Linked DNA regions of Drosophila melanogaster: region 2 is linked to region 1. The links are chromatin contacts, called in public Hi-C maps. All regions are on one chromosome and are shown on one strand. The core of a region is the stretch at or near the end of the contact, and the rest is flanking DNA. Distances in the headings are between cores, read along the strand shown. Region 1 holds the start of Ctl1 (Choline transporter-like 1). Region 2 holds the start of CG4613.

Region 1 (5,617 bases), core at 909-3,408:
GCAAATATCACTTACTTATTCACCAAATCACGTTATAAAATAACAACAAAATGCAAAAATTCAGATTATTTCAAATTCGTCTGCTTTGGGAAACCTGCATAGAATGGATTTACATCGCAGATATATGAGACTACTTACGTCTTAAATCATTGACGTCGGTGCTATTGGAAACGAACAATGCATTTGCTGGCAAAGGCTGTTGATGGGCCTTCGAGTTGTCGAACGGAGCAATGGGACTTTGTCCAGGTGAACTGGCAGTGGCCAGGCAAATGATCACTGCGACCCAAAAGCTTAAGAAGGCTATAAGCACAAGGAAGGCCAAGAGCGGAGCGATCAAAAGACCTGGGAGATTCATCATGCACTGGCCAGCTTCTTCGAAAAGCGCAGATAAGCCAGCCAATTTGTTCTTCAAGAAGTATATGACCACAATAAGGATTATCTGTAAAGGAGACACACTAAGTAACTACCCATAAAGTATTGAATGAGCTAACAAACCATGGTTATGGTGGCCAGAACGGCCAGGGTTAAGACTGCCTGTTGGTTGCGCACAAACTCCTCCAGCATAGAGTACTGTGTGTTAACGCCAGACTTATTGCGTATGTTGTAGTAGGCATACCACAGAGCAACAGTAAGCGCCACACTGGCCACTATGACCAAAACACAGATGATCCAGGAGACGATGCGAGACAGCCAGTGCATCATGGTTACCAGAGCAATGGAAATGACTAGAGAAAAAGGCTTTTTAGAAAATACTTTGGTGAAAGATGTGTCTACTCTTACGCAAAGCTAATCCACAGACCATGGCAATGATGTGCCAGGTGGAGTAGATATCGCCAACGAACTGCTGGGCCACATCCCAGTTGTTGAGCATGTCGTAGTAGTTCTGAACCTTCTCGCCCGTACCCTTGGGCACACAGCGATGTAGGACAGGCGAACTGGAAAGAAGTGATTAGTGTGTGAATTAAATTAGCATTTGATTTGGGTGATGTAATCAACACACACCTCTCATGAACGGGAAAACTGGGACATGGGCCCAGGAAATTGAACGTTTTGGCATCGTTGCCCGCCGTAGTCAGCTGCTGCATGTTGTAGTCGTATTTGCAGAGCTGTGTGCCCGTTTGGCTGTAGTATTCCAGCAGCTCGCTGCCCTTGGTCATAGTTTTGGCGGGACATGACTTAACGCATATCTTGAGGGACTTTTTCAGCTCCTTGACATCGAAATAGAAGAGCTCCGGCTTGTCGAGTGTATTCATGCCGGACAGCGGGAATCCCTGGAACTTTTCATTGTACTTAACGCCACAGGTGTTGCCAAAGGAATCGTAGCCATTGATGATGCGCAGGGGATTTCCATAAACGAACGAAAAGATGGCAATCACTATCTGCAATACAAAAATGAGGCAAATTAAAGTGTATAGATCATTGTTCATGGTGGCCAACGCCCCATGACCAACATGTCATGTCAAGGGGCATTATTAATATAATACCCATGCAAATACTTGACATGGAAATGCTTTCGAGGAGTGGCGTGTCCTGCAGGACAACAGAACAGAACAGCAGAACAACGGGTATCGATTCGCTTCACAAGGGATTTAAGTTGGCTTATACAATGTCGGACTAACCCTGACTGTTAAATCATCGCATTCATTAGAGGAATTAACAATTCCGCGCATGAATCGCTATCCAGCGATGACGACATGAATGAGACATTTTCAAGTAACAAGTAGCCGCTTTCCGCCCGCAAAAACCGCTCACACACACTGCGAAGCAGACAGACGCGCTGCGCAGATGAATGTCTCAGCTTTCACTTTCCCGATACAGACTTTGGCTGTATATATCTCTAAATAGGGCGAAATCTATTTAATTTCTTACCAAAAACAGCCAGAATATAATGTAAATGGCCAGCCAGCAGGTGTCCGTGCAGGACCGGTATTTGGGCCTATTGTTTTGCGCCTCCCCCTCGCCGTCCTTGCTCTCCGCACAGCCCATTTTGCACTTGTTAAGCTGCTCGATAATTAGCGGGCTTACTTCCTCTTATCACTTTGTACTTATATCTATTCCTTCAGTATGTTGAGCAACTTGTTTGTTCTATTTTGATTCAATTCACAACCGACGAAACAACAACAACGCCTAAATCCTCAATGCTCAGGTGTGACCAGAAGGTGCGCGGAAAATAAGACCAGGTATCTGCGGCCTACAAAAAAGACCAACATAGCGGTTTATGGTGAGCGCGAGATTTGAAAATAGTCTAGAAATATATAAAATACTTGAAATATAGTTAAAGCTGAAGAAGTGCAGGAATTTATCCATACCTTTTTCATCGAAAAAGAAAGCCATAGCTTGTAAGAAATTATTCACATTTATTTAAAGATCGGGCTTAGTCATTACATTACATCCGTAGCTAACATTAACATAAGAATAGTAATGAACTGAAAAAAATAATTAAATTTCGAAGTCGTATACTAGAGATTCGATGCTTATTCAATGAATGTGATGTGTGATTTGTCTTAAATACTGAGGACTGGCAGTCGCAGATTCCGCCAATATAACCAAAAGTGTCATTCCAAAATTGTTCCCATGCGCGAAACAATTTTCGAACAAGATTTCGTCATATGCACGATCGACCTAACTAAAGTTATATTCCCTACTTATAACTAACATATAGAGTGGTTTAAGCTACATCCTTGCGTTCTGTGGTAGAACTCGATTCTCCTATAATCTCATGGTGAGGCCGGCTCTGTGATCACTTCTTAACCGTCACCTGGATGCCGCCCTTGACCACCGCCTCTGCAGGTGGTTGTCCGAATCTCCGGCTCTGGTTGAGGTTGCTCTTGCGCCGTATGCTAATCTTTCCAGGCAAAGGGGCAGGTGCAGGTGCAGGTGCAGCCAAGGGAGCCGGAGCACTGGCACTCCTCTGCGTCTCCTCGTCCGCGGCTGGTGGTCTGTAGGTTCGGATTCCGGAGTTGGATCTCACCGGGAGAAGCGTCACCAGCTTATGGACACTGGGTTCCGTACTGCTGGCAGCGAACTGTGAGATCTTGAGCATCTCCTCGTAGTTTAGTGGATCCACCACCTCCACTTCCGCCTCGCCAATCACTGGAATTGCCGCTCCCAGGACTTCAGAGGAGCCATCATCTATAAAACTAGACATTGGCTTAATAAACGGCTCCCTTTCGACAGGCAGAATAGATTCCGGTATCAGTAATGGTATTTCCGTGGTGGTGGAGCTGGGTATTGGTCTCCTTGTGACTTCTTCCTTCGGAGCGTGCTTTAGTTTGTTTTGTGAAAAGGGAGGAAACTTATTGGGAACACTGGGTGTAATGCCCAGCTTGGAGGCCAACGTATCAAAGATCAGGGAGATGTCCTGAATGTTACTGGCGTTGTTGATCCTTGTCTTGATATCGTTTAACGTCAAGTTTTCCGACTTGTCAATGTCCTCCGATACCCAAGCCTGCAAGGTCTGATTGAAGACCTTCCTCATATTCGAGTTGTGTCCAAATCCTTGAGCCGATGAACTATTGACAAACTCCCATTTGGAGTGAGACGGAAATAGGTTTGAGTCGTCCATCATTGTGGGCCGTTCACTGGTGGTTCGAATGCGATTCCTTTTCGTGGTTCTGGGCTCCTCCGTTGTGGTTCTGGTTGTTGTGGTCGGCATCGTCGTGGTTGTGGATTCCTCCAAAGTTTCGTTGGAGAGAATCGATGAGGGGGTATTCCTCTGCAGAATGATTTCCTTGAGGTTCATGAAGTTCGGCTTGGAAAGGCTTACACTGGGGGCCTTCAGAGTATCCAAGGATTCCTCTTCCTCAGGTTCTATGCGGGATTCTATAGCATCCTCTATTGGTTTTTTAGTCGCAGTCGCGTTTTCCTCTTTGGGCAGATTAAGCAGCTCCATGAAGAATTCTCCAATGGTGTCGGCCAACACAGAGTTATCCGTAGGTTTCAGCGAGGGCAGAGATGGAGATTTCGTTGGCTTGGGTGAGCTTTTAACTGGTACGTTTGTGGCTAATGTGGTTACCTCCACTTTCTCCTGTTTCCTTTCCACTTTAGTGGTTATCTCTGGTTGATCTGCCTTCTGATCATTATGCGCCTGAGCTTTCTTCTTTTCCGGAGCCGTCTGATTCGCTTCCTTGACGTGTGCTTCCAACTGCTCTTTCTTTGATGGTTGCTCCTTCTTTTCCAGTTTCTCCTGGGGCTTCTTTGCAATAACTCCTCCACCTAAATGCTCGAATCTCTCGTTGCTGGCATCCAGATTGAAGGGCATCTTGTCGCCCGTTCCCATGGTAGCATCGATGGGCTTAAATGGTGGTATAATAACATCATCTATAAGAGGAACAGGCAAAGGATGTGGTTCCACCAGAGCTCCTCCCAAGCGTTCTATATTCTCGGTGCCCGGCATAAAGATCGGACTGCCGAAATTATGGTAGAACAGCATGTCCTGATCCTGTGCCTGTGGTCCGAGATTTGGTTTCGGCTCTTGTACTCGCAAACCCGGATTGAGGAAACCCAAACTATAGGGATCCACAGTCACTGGAGCCACAGCAGCTGTTGGAGGCGTAGGATTGTCTGCAATGAAGGGCAGTTCGAATTCGTCGATTCTCCTCTGTGGTATATGGTTCACTGTAGGAGTAGTTCCACCGGGTAGAGTTTTGGTGGGAAAAGCGGGTGGTGGTCCGGGTAGCAGCTCAGGAACCTCTCGGTGCATGGGTCTCCACGGTTGAGTGTCCAAAATGGGGAACGTGGTAAACAGATTGGCATCCAGTTTGGGCAGAGATCCCCCTTGATTTGGAGGAGGTGTGTTCACGGAGGGATAGGTAAAAGTGTTGGTGCTTGTAGTGGTTGCTCTAGTGGTGCTTGGAGGTAGTGGCGGTGTTGTTGTAGTCGTCGAGGTAGTGGTAGTTGTAGTGGCCTCCGTGGTTGTAGTAGTAGTTGTAGGCTTCGGAGTAGTCGTTGTTGTAGTTTTCCTCGTAGTGGAAGTTGTGGTTCTCTTTGTCGTGGTAGTAGTTGCCTTAGTGGCCTTGGTGGTTGCCCTGGTGGAGCTAATAGGACCTCCGGTGGGCAGCTGTTGCGGCAGCACCGTTGTTAGCTTCTCGATGCTCGGCTTCTTGGGCTTCACCCTCAAGGAAAAGGGCGTAACCGCAATGGCCTTGGGTGGCAAGGTGCTACTAGCGGCTTGGTAGGCGCGAGTGGGCGGAGTCTTCTTCCGGGCTATGTCCGCGTCCGTTTTGGTGATCTCGAAGGAACCCTCGAAAGATCCTTGTATAACTGGTGCATTCTCCACATCGATATCGGGCTCTTCGTCGGCGGAATGACTGCGCAGCAGGGGATTCTTCGGCTTGGGCGTGGTATTCGGATTCGGTTTAGGATGAACTGGAGGTGTTGCCGGTGTGCTGCCCTTTTTCATGAGACGCTTTTCCAGTTGTGTTTGACTAGTGGGCACTGTTTGCTGTTGGATAGAGAATGGTTTTACAATGATAACAACTTTGAGAGGTCTCTTGACTTACGGCTTCTTTTAATATCGCTGCAGATCGCACCACCTGTTCATCCATTATGCGCTTGATCTCCACCGACTCCGTGTCCAAACGTAGTGAACGATATAAAGATTTCGCAGCGGAAGTTT
Region 2 (5,617 bases), core at 1,302-3,801, about 10 Mb before region 1:
CAGAAAAAATGCACATTAAAAACGCATTAAAATTGTTCGCTATAATCATTTATCATTACTTCACTTACAATTCAATTATATTCAATGCACGATGCTCAGAAAATCCGCAGATGGCAAACAATTCCAAAAGCGATTCCGAAAAGTCATAAGCAAAATCGTAGAGCTGTCCACGGGTGAAACTTAATAAAGCCTGAGAAAGTTGCTCAAGGCTCAGGTGACAATCATTAAAATAAAACAACAAATAGCTGGCTAACTAACAAAATACAATAACCACAAACCAACTGAAAAAAATGCGATAATTGCTAACAAATTTGTACGACAAGCACATGCCTGACATGCAACACACAAAAGCCACAACGCATTTGAAGAGCGTCTTTCTGGCTTGGCACTAACTAAATGAGTTTTAATTTATTTTTGGCCAGGTTTAAAGAACGTTTTAAGAAAGCTACACATGAGGTTCTTCTGCCTATATAGACTCTAATTCTACTCTCTTGGCTTGTTGCATTTTCTCGACTGCTGCAAATGACCCAGTTTAATGCAAGTGGAACGTTTGACCAACAACTGCAACGCGGCAACAGCTCTTGGCCATAAATAGCCAGCCGCAGATCTTTAGTTGGCTCGTACCAGAATAATAAAAGAGAGGATCAGTGAAGTTTTGCAAAAGGCCGAAGCTTTTATACCCTTGATCTAGTAAAAATGATAACACAAGCATTTAAAAGTCACTTAGATTTGCATTTGCAACGTGAAGAGGAAAAAATTTTAAGCTAGCCTTAAAATAGTGTTATTTCGCATAAAATCATATGACGTACTTCGCGATTTTGATTGCCTGTCTATTAACTTTAACATTTTAACGGCCAAGTTAACACCATAAATTGCTCAGTTTTATTGGCTAATGTGCTATTAATGTTTACGATCCAATGTACTATGGTCTATAACTAGACGAAAATTATACTTTTACCAAATAAACATCACTCAATGAGGCACCTACCCAAGGCATTATTGAATGAATGCTATGGAGATGCGGCTCAAAGTCAGGCTTCGTTCTGAATGGAAGAGAGTTGGACAGATCCATAGAGAGAGAGAGAGAAACACGTTTCATTTGGGATGCTGGAGTGGCGTGGAAGAACTTTCTTCTCATTGATTCTAGCGGCCTGCATATAAATAAATAAATTAAAGAGACTTTCTTTCTGGCGTAGTGTGCGTGAGTCTGTGGCTTTGGCTTTGGTGTCATCATCTATTCAATGCCTCTAAGCTAACGCCTCACTTCTTCGTCTGACCCAAATACTTGGAAGCTCTTTCTCCGGAGGTCAGATCCCAAGTCGAAGTCGAAGTCTGAGCCTGACTTTTTTGTACACCTTGTGTCATTTTTGTTGTTGGCGATCAGAGATCGGGTGTTTGGGTTGGCTGTTGGTTCAACAAGCGGACAGATTATAAACATCAACCCATTTACAAGTATTTCCAGTCCTCTGGCTCGGTTTTCGATTATACGCATCTTTATCGGCATCTTCATTAGTTTGACCCAATTTATTTGAGAGTTCTTTTTACTTTCTATTTTCCCCGCGAACGGCTTAAGAATATAACGCGTTGTGGGACGAACGATTTTATGGACCTCTTGTTAGGCTTTTGATTTGGGGAAGTCGATTTACTTTCATTTGAGGAAATCTTTTTCGGGTTTGTCGAACATTTTTTGATTTATGGGCGTTCCCGAACACTTCCGTTGTGATATTGGTTGAAAAGAAAATAGGTTTAATCGTTTCGGATAGGAAATTTCACCTTACAGCACGAGTAAAAGTAGCCAATTAATCGGCTTTACACACAGCTTTTAAGTTCTGTTCACATGGTATACACCGTTTCAGCACACAGAATTAACCTTTATTAATCCCACAAGCAAATGTGGTCAGCACTCTTTGATGACTTGTAATTACGAAGCGATCAGAAAAAGATTTTTTCACCACACATGCGGTTTAACCTTTAATGTTCTCATCGACCTTTAGTTGGATTCGAATTTAATTATACTCCTTTCTGGGTCGTGCAAATGTAAAGCCCGATTGGCAATTTCTCTGAAACAAAAAATGTTTTATTTGCGAAACTAGAACAAAAGTTATAAATCTCTTATGCGATATCAATCCAGAAATTAGATTTATAACCCAAAGCTGCGGGAATTTTTTCTATTTCGGACAAAAAGAAAGCGGATCTGACTATTAACATAAAATTTTTATAAAGACAAAACATGGAATCGCTTCGTAGACATCAAAGTTCTGCGGTGGTAAAATGTTAAAATTATATTTGCCAGATTTATTGACAAATGGGTTCGGATCTACTTTGTGGAACTAGGTCGAGTGATGATAAAGGGCTTTCGATTGAAGATTTGGAATATGCAAAGAAATTTTGCTGATAAAATAGTTTGATGGACAGCCTAAGAGCTTCATTAAGTTGTTAATGTTTTTCGCATATACTTTTAAGTATTTGAATATTAAGATGGATCTGTTGAGCTGTGCTATAAGAACCGTTAAATGGCTAGGGCAGCCCATCAGTTTGTGTTTGCTAAGCGATTCGGTCGGTTCGCCGGGAATATGAAACTCAATCCGCCAGCTTTTCTACTCCTTCTTGCTCTTATTTCGATCTGCGATCGAAGCTGGGCCGTCTATAATTATAAGCCACCTTCCCGCGGTTATTTCTATCCGAAGCCAGAGCGTTTGCCACCTCTGCCAGTCAATGGATCTACGACTTCCAGTACCGGCCCACCGCCCGGAGTTCAATCGGATTTCATTGATGATCTGATTGAGGGCCATAAGCAGCAAATCTTATCGAATGTCTTGGGCGTGGCCAGTGAAACTCCCTCGGATACAGCCTCCTCACTCGGATCGACATCCTTATCCTCGTCAGCCTCCCCGGTCTTTCCCCTCGAAGGCGGTGGTGCCAAGGCGTTTCGCGTTAATCGCTGTGCCAGCTGCAGTGAGTTGGGGAAATTGTAGTGCCAATCGAAACCAGCCAGGGAATGAAACGATCCCGGCTAATCTCCGGGTAATAATTGGGAATTTGAATCGGTTATTGTACGCCTATCGGAAAACGCAATGCATCCAAACGTGTTTGTGAAACGTGCTGTGAGCATAGTGAACGACTTTATTTCTTTACGCTTTTGTGTAATCATATAGTCCAAATCAATGAAACAGTTGCCATACGGTTAAGCATTCATTAGTAATGGCGCTTTACAACATTTTAAACTGCCAAAACTGTCATTAAATTACAATTAATTAAGTGCTTAGCCAATAAAAAAAAAAAAATTTGCAGACAAATTTTTCATAAAATGTTAAATTGCTAATTTAAAAAATAAATACAATAAGTAATCAAATGTAATTAAAAAATTAATTTAAATTAATTGGCGCACAAAACTTTTCTAATGCTATCTCATATTTTTGTGAATTCGTTACTATCGCTTATCTAAAGAAACCAAACATTTTCGAGTTCAACTATTAAGGTTGCTTAACTTCCGGTCATCCTACGTTTTCACTCCCTGGCTAAGAGAGTCTGCCACCCAAGACCACATCGAATCCAAATTTCAATCCTCTTACAGCCTGCGGCGTTCCGAATGTGAATCGCATTGTGGGCGGCACCCAAGTGCGGACGAATAAATATCCGTGGATTGCACAGATCATTCGCGGTACCTTCCTGTTCTGCGGCGGAACTTTGATCAACGATCGCTATGTCCTGACTGCCGCCCACTGTGTCCACGGCATGGACATGAGGGGCGTGTCCGTTAGACTATTGCAGCTGGACAGGAGCTCCACCCACCTGGGAGTCACCCGGTCGGTGGCCTTCGCCCATGCCCACGTGGGCTACGATCCGGTGAGCCTGGTCCATGATATAGCCCTCCTGCGATTGGATCAACCCATTCCGCTGGTGGACACCATGCGCCCAGCCTGTTTGCCCAGCAACTGGCTGCAGAACTTCGACTTCCAGAAGGCCATTGTGGCGGGATGGGGCTTGAGTCAGGAGGGTGGCTCCACCTCCAGTGTCCTGCAGGAGGTGGTGGTGCCCATCATCACCAATGCCCAGTGCCGGGCCACTTCGTACAGGTCCATGATCGTGGACACCATGATGTGTGCCGGTTATGTAAAAACCGGAGGGCGGGATGCTTGTCAGGTGGGTTTAAAGCTACTTGGAACATTCTTTAAAGGTTACATTTGACCACTCTCTATGAACCACCTTTCCAGGGCGATAGCGGTGGTCCCTTGATCGTCAGGGATCGCATTTTCCGTTTGGCTGGAGTTGTGTCCTTTGGCTACGGATGTGCCAAGCCAGATGCTCCTGGTGTCTATACTCGAGTGTCTCGCTATTTGGAATGGATAGCAGTTAATACGAGGGACTCTTGTTACTGCATAAACTAATCCGTTTAAAATAATAATAAATCGTGTAAACATTATTTATTTGACTAACCCTAAATATGATTTTTAATTGAAGCCTAATTAAAGTTAATATTTAATTTCTTTATTGAAATGCATATTTTCGTAGAAGTATTTGGGAGGGCTGACTTTGAACTTAAAGATAGTTCTTTACTAATTTGTTGTGCAATTACACAATAACTTTCCTTTACACATTGAATAAAGGAGTAATTGATTTCGATTGATTAAATATATATATCTTCCCATCGGAAGTGGAGTAACTTTTTGCTATTCAGCAGCAACCCACGGTCACATAAAAATCCAGTTCTCTTTCTCGATCGTGGGGTAGGGTTTATTTATTTCGTTTGGGGAATTGGACCGCGTGTGTCCCACGCAACTCCCTCAATCGACATCTGATTTTACTTTCTTAATGCAAAAGAAATAAAAATTGTACAAATATTTTGTGGAAACAGGTTATGGAAACCCTAGCAGTGGCCTTTCACTTTTTGCCCCGCGACTGCTTGCAGAAATCAATAAAACTCGAACGCGAACTCGGAGTTGAAGTTGAAGTTTGCTGAGCGAAAATCGAATCGAAGCCAAGGACGTTTTCCGTCGACATCGCCTGACACATTGTTATCACTTGTCAAGGCTCCACAACCGTCCTGCGAATCGCGGAGTTGACAAAACCTTTATCTTTATCCCTTTTGGCCGGGCAGGCCGACTTGTGGCCGACAGTTGTTTAATGGATTTTCAAGTTATTTCTGGTATTTTGTTGTAGTTGCCGCTGCATGTCGCAGAAATACGGCAAAACAAAGATATCTCTCCGCGGAAAGAAACTCGTTTGTGGCTAGGGGCCAAAGAAAATGCCGCATAATTGCCGCCACCACGACTTGAAAACAAAAAGGGGGCGGGGCACCCAGAAGGGGCGGCGGTGGCAGGCTAGCCACCGAATCGACAATCTTGTCAATGCTGGCTGCCCTGGCATTTGATTTTATTTTTAACTAGACTATAATTGATGCCAGGCATTGCAAGGGTTATCGAGAAGAAACTCGACGGGCAAGGCAAGGGGAAATATGTACATACATATGTGTGGAGTTCAGGGAACAGCGCAATTTATCTTAATTAAAAACGTGCCATCAGAAAAGAGTTGTGTAGTAATATTCATGAAAATGGCACTGCTTAGCTGATTTACATATATCAACATTTATGTGAGACTTACCATTTCAGGTTAAAAT

Evidence for each region. A called contact is a pair of places that touch in the nucleus more often than the background predicts.
Region 2: a contact with region 1 is called in a Hi-C map of the Kc167 cell line, with 10 times the contacts expected there. The contact joins the promoter of CG4613 here to the promoter of Ctl1 in region 1. A contact is called at or near these places in 4 of 107 Hi-C or Micro-C datasets (the Kc167 cell line, the Ras3 cell line, cellular blastoderm embryo and 1 more).

Annotation. Positions count from the first base shown.
Region 1 is chr3L:4,274,503-4,280,119 of dm6, reverse strand. Ctl1 (Choline transporter-like 1) reads right to left here and starts at 2,158. Exons shown (of 9, transcript NM_139627.2): 1 at 1,870-2,158; 2 at 1,003-1,379; 3 at 781-935; 4 at 496-725; 5 at 139-439. The coding sequence starts at 1,986. It overlaps CG1273, which reads right to left. Exons shown (of 6, transcript NM_139626.2): 5 at 5,502-5,617; 6 at 2,342-5,443. The coding sequence ends at 2,741.
Region 2 is chr3L:14,518,624-14,524,240 of dm6, reverse strand. CG4613 reads left to right here and starts at 2,551. Exons shown (of 3, transcript NM_001274912.1): 1 at 2,551-2,955; 2 at 3,575-4,143; 3 at 4,215-4,481. The coding sequence starts at 2,574. The coding sequence ends at 4,388. The region is part of intron 2 of bbg (big bang); the gene reads left to right.